Regions from separate parts of the Anas platyrhynchos genome. Here region 1 is linked to region 2. Evidence: chromatin contacts called from public Hi-C data. All regions are on one chromosome and are shown on one strand. The core of a region is the stretch at or near the end of the contact, and the rest is flanking DNA. Distances in the headings are between cores, read along the strand shown.

Evidence for each region. Hi-C and Micro-C count contacts between places; a contact is called where the count stands out from the background.
Region 1: a contact with region 2 is called in a Hi-C map of skeletal muscle, with 2.6 times the contacts expected there. The contact joins two enhancer-like sites. A contact is called at or near these places in 2 of 8 Hi-C or Micro-C datasets (skeletal muscle and subcutaneous adipose tissue).

Annotation. Positions count from the first base shown.
Region 1 is chr3:86,114,972-86,117,671 of IASCAAS_PekinDuck_T2T, reverse strand. The region is part of intron 8 of BCKDHB (branched chain keto acid dehydrogenase E1 subunit beta); the gene reads left to right. Among named protein-coding and RNA genes, the nearest start is that of BCKDHB, 41 kb to the left of the region's middle. Within about 2 kb of position 1,346, at least 4 of the 8 cell types and tissues checked have an H3K27ac peak or open chromatin away from gene starts, as enhancers often do.
Region 2 is chr3:86,027,769-86,030,522 of IASCAAS_PekinDuck_T2T, reverse strand. No RefSeq gene overlaps it. Among named protein-coding and RNA genes, the nearest start is that of BCKDHB, 130 kb to the left of the region's middle. Within about 2 kb of position 1,387, at least 2 of the 8 cell types and tissues checked have an H3K27ac peak or open chromatin away from gene starts, as enhancers often do.

The DNA.
Region 1 (2,700 bases), core at 97-2,596, 87 kb before region 2:
GGAGTCGGTGTTGGGGCCCATCCTCTTTAATATCTTTATTGATGACTTGGATGAGGGAATTGAGTGCACACTCACTAAGTGTGCAGATAACACCAAGCTGGGGGAAAGTGTTGATCTGCTGGAAGGTACGAAGGCCCTGCAGAGGGACCTGGACATGTTGGGTTGATGGGCAGAGGCCAACGGGATGAGGTTCAACATGGCTAAGTGCCAGGACCTGCACTTTGGCCACAACAACCCCATGCAGTGCTACAGGCTTGGGGGAGAGTGGCTCGAAAGCTGTGTAGAGGAAAAGGATCTGTGGATGCTGGTCGATGCTCACCTGAACATGAGCCAACAGTGTGCCCAGGTGGCCAGGGAGGCCAATGGGAACCATGGATTGTATCAGGAATAGTGTGGCCAGCAGGACCAGGGAGGTGGTCCCTCTGTACTCTGCTCTGGTGAGGCCGCACCTTGAGTATGGTGTTCAGTTTTGGGCCCCTCATTACAAGAAGGACATCGAGGCCCTGGAGTATGCCCAGAGAAGGGCTATGAAGCTGGTAAAGGGTCTGGAGCACAAGTCCTATGAGGAATGGCTGAGGGAACTGGGGTTGTTCAGTCTGGAGAAGAGGAGGCTCAGGGGAGACCTTATTGCTCTCTACAGCTACCTAAAAGGAAGGTGTGGGGAGCTGGGGGTCAGCCTCTTCTCGCAGGTAACTAGTGATAGGACTAAAGGGAATGTCATCAAGTTGTGCCCAGGGAGGTTCAGGTTGGAAATGAGGAGACATTTCTTCTCAGAAAGAGCAGTCAGGCATTGGAAAGGGTTGCCCAGGGAGGTGGTGCAGTCACCGTCCCTCGGGGTGTTTAAGGAAGGGTTGTGTGTGCTGCTTAAGAACATGTTTTGGTGGGTGATACTGGTGGCAGGTGGGTGGTTAGATCAGATGATCTTGGAGGTCTTTTCCAGCCTTAATGGTTCTATGATTATATAATCTCTAACATAAATAGAAAGGTGGAAATGATAGTTGTAGCTTCTTGCTGTAACCTCAGGCCAAGAGGAATTTCTTGATGAAGTTGGTGAAAATGGCAGTGGCTTTCAGAATCAGTTTCAGCAACAGGACTTGCTGTACTTCACTTATTCTCTTCCTGAGTTTCCATCATCAGGGACCAAGAAAGTGTGATAGAAAAGGTGACCATACCAGAGAGTCCTTGGCTGTCCATGGGTCTGTGTGTGGGCATTTAATAGGTAATGGGATCGGTCTTACAGCAGTCCCAACCAATAAGAAAATTATCTGTTGTGACAGGGCAGCACTTTGCCTCAGTCTTACTTACGTCAGCCTTTGTAATCTTAGTCAGTTTTTATGTTTTTCATTACATTACATGTGTTTGTTATGTCTTTCCTTTGCATCTGACAGGAGAAGGAGATAAGGGTGGTGGATGTGATACAAGCTGCAGCCTTTCTGCTGTTCCGCTGGTGCTGGGATGCAGGGCCTTCCGTCGATGAGTGGTCTGTGCTGTGGTCTTATCAGAGAGCAGGAAGAACTTTGTGTTTTACTCACACATCCCTCTGTTTGACTGCAGGGAGTTGTGTCCTTTGTTCTCAGTACAGGCTGTTTTTAGTTCTGCTGCTGCTTTCAATTCCTGCGCACATACACTTCCACTCACATTTCGTTCATACTGACCTTAACATTTCCGTTCCAGTTCTTTACATTATCACGATTCTTCTGTCTGTTGGCTCTTTCTAGAAGGCAGGAAGCCTTATCTGACTTCTTGTGGGCTATCTTCTTGTTCCTAATCATATGCCAGAAGTTTGGCACGGACTTTTAAAGGACTAGTGTTGCCTGTGGGTTAAAGTCATTAAGCTGTAATAAAGGAACTGAATTTTATCAAGTTGTATACATTTGCCTATCTGATATGTTTTAATCTACAGGTTTATTTTATTCTTATACTTACCCAAGAAATATTACATTTTTATAAGGAAATATTTCACTGAATTTTACTTATCTGTGTAATTTTTTTAAGAAAATCCAGGTGCCTTCATGATTGATCTCAGGGAATAAGCAGGCCTGAACCTTAATTTACTAATTTTTACTATCTGCAGTATTGAGATAACTGTAACACTGAAATTTGCAACGTTGCTGTTTAAAAATGAACTACTTTACATAACTGAAAATATATGCAACATTAAGACTGATTTGACAAGGGTGGTATAGGCATGAAGATGAATGGACTTGACATAGTTACTGCTTGGGAGATGAGCAGTAATGTGTCAATTTTCACTGCAAATATAACTGCCTAGTCTGCTTTCTATAGATACTTTTAAATATATAAAGTTGTCATCAAAATACATATTCCATAAAACTTTGAGAAGTTATACTTAGCTACTGCCACCAGAGGCCTCTTTTTAGCCAAGTTAAGCAGCTGCTTTGACTTTGTACTGCTCCTGTCAGCGTGTTTATGAGCGTATGGCTGAGTGAGACGTAAATAAAATAAATGTGTATAATAAATATGGTGAAACATAAGAATTTGTGAAGAATTTTTCAAGATTCTGATATTATGTTCAGCTTTGAAATAGGTTAACATTTGTCATCTGCACGAGGAGGAGATAAGGGTATTAAAGTTTGAGCTAGTGACACTAGCTCATGAGTTATTCTAGAGGATGGATATCTCCTGAGGGTCATTCATCTCAGCTGTTTTTTCAGCCTGTTTGTGGGTTGAAATAGTGGT
Region 2 (2,754 bases), core at 138-2,637:
ATCATTGTTAGATGCTCGTCTGGGCAACAGGGTCCAATTCTCAGAGGCTGTCATAGGGTCACAGCCCATACGTGGAAGGTGTTAGAGATTTAACTTCAAACAAAATTTCCCATTCCATGCTTTTGGCAGGACAAGGGAGCAGAGAAGCAGCACATGAAGGTGGATTCTGGGGCCATGGAGAAACTGGTGCAAGAGGCTGGGAGAAGACTGCCTGTCCTTCAGTCTACTGCTACCACCATGGTGACCTAACCTGTATGTCATGTTGTGTTAGTTGTCCCCAGCCCTGTACCAGAAGGAACAACTGATGGATTTGGTCATTAGCCTGTTTTCACATTGCCAGTGCAACACTGAATCAACCCAGCTTTGGGTTTACGTTACTTGCTTTGAAATGGTTGTATGTTCTTTGGTCACTTTTCTTAACTTTATTTTTGCCTGTCTCGGGGGGAAAAGTAAGCCAAAATGATTATAGTACATTAAGCGCAGAAACTTCAATCTGTTCTTGCTCATGTAGGTCAGCAGATAAGTATGCTACAACTGACAGTAATGTGCCACCAGTGTTTGAAAAGGATTCCCTGTTGATTCCTGTGTCTAATTAATTAATTTTATATGATAATTAAATCATTCCTGTTTACTTACACTCCATTTGCTCACAGCTGAGTACTTGCTGAAAACAGAAATTGTCTGAATTTATTACGCCAGCAGTTGCACTGCTTTTAACAGCTCTGTGGTATCTGAGCCACCTTAGCTCCAGTTTTGTGCAGTCCCAAGCAATTTTGAGCTAAGTGACCTGGGCTGTGGATGGATGATTTCTTTTCAGCCATTCCACCACAGCCCTTACCAGCCTCCCGACTTGCCTGGGTGATGTGGCGGTGCAGGCAAGCATGGGGGTTCCCCTCCAGGCCGAACCTCTTGGGTTAACTTGGGCTGTGAAGCAGGAGAGGCAGCTCATGCCTGGCCAGGACTGGCCCTGTCTCTCCCAGCAGGGAACCTGGGTGGTGGTAGAGGAACATGACTGGGGCACTTGGCTCTGCCTGAGGGAGCTGGTGGGGACAACAGTCCCGTCTGCTGCTTCTACCCATGGGTGTCAAGGTGAGCCTCCTCTATGCAAAGGCAGTTTGGCTTGCCAGAGCTCTGGAGTAAGCCAAGTGGACAGTAAAGCCATTGCTCCCTTCCCTCAGCGTCTCGGACCTTGCTGAGGTCTGACTGGTGAAGGACAACATCAGTCTGCAGAGCGACATCAGTATCCCAAGTCCCTTTAGTTTCACCCCAGGTCAGGTAAGGAGCACGCATACAAACTGTTCCTCCACCTGCGCTGCGGCAGTGATACTGCGTGGTGACGCAGGAAGGGTGACCTTCAGTGGGTGACAGAGGCAATCTGCACAAGGGCACGCTATGGCAACGCAGGCAGCAGCCGCACGGTGCCTTCCTCCTGCAGCTGAGTCAGAGCAGCCTGGTGCTCGGCAGGCAGGAAATAAGCCGTGACGGGAGACAAATCGAGGAGCCAGCTCATCTCTGCAAGCGTGGAGACGGTGCTTGGCTGGCCTTGAGCAGCACATCCAGGTGGTAGGTCTCAATGGCAGGTGTGATGCGATTGCACAGAGGAGGCGTTAGGGAGAGTTTGCTGTTCAGCGGCAATGGGCACTGAATTACTCAACACCTGCACGCATTTGCAGTGCAGCACCACAGCTTTTCATGTGCTCAGCTAGCTCAGCTAGCTCACACTCTCTATTTTCTAACCAGGGGTTTGCAGCAAAACAGCAAAATAGTTTTGCTTGCTTTTTTTTTTTTGAACGGCTTGTGCAGAAAAGATAGGCAGGATGCCCCCAGGAGGACCCACAGCTGCAGTCTAGCATTGTAGGCTCCCTTGCTCACCCAGCCTGGTGCAGGGCTGTGCCTCAGGTCAAAGTAGAAGACACGAAGACACTTGAGAGATATGTGTCACATATTAGTGTGGTTTCAGCTCTTTTTTTTTTTTTTTTTTTTTTTTTTTTTTTTTTTTTTATCCTGTAAAAAAAGCAGCAGTAAGATTGTGCCTGCTGTGACGCAAAAGCCTACTTCTTGACCTAAGGGGTGTCCAAAGATACTTCTTGAGAGAGCAGTGAGGCGGTGGAAGAACAAAGCACAACCTTGTTCAAGTGCACCTTGAACTGCTTTATGGCATCTCTTGTTGTAACCCTCCGTTCCTGTGCTTTATTCACAAAACACAATTTAACTTGCGAAGGAGAGTGGGCAGGTTGTCATTCAAGTGTTGATATCTGCAGAACAAAAAGGAATATGGACGAGGTTAGAGTAACCATAGTTGTTGTTCCTTTCCAGAGATCTTTTCTTGTCCTCCACCCATCTCTTCAGTTAGGTTTTTCCCTCCCTTTTTGCCTACAACCTGGCTACTTTTTCTACTACAACACTTTTAAGCTTTTAAAGTGACTTTTACCTCATTTTCCCATAAGAAAACCAACAAGGCTGAGACAGCTGGGTCTGCTTAGCTTAGAGAAGACTGAGAGGGGATCTCATTAGTGTGCATAAATATCCAAAGGGAGGTGTCAACAGGATGGGGCTGGACTCTTTAGTGGTGCCCAGTGACAGAACAAGAGGCAATGGGCACAAACTGAAACACGGGAAATTCCAGCTGATTATGAGGAAAACCTTCTTTACTGTGAGGGTGACAGAGCACTGGCACAGGTTGCCCAGAGAGTCTGTGGTGTCACCTTCTCTGGAGATATTCAAAATCCTCCTGGTTATCATCTGTGCAACATG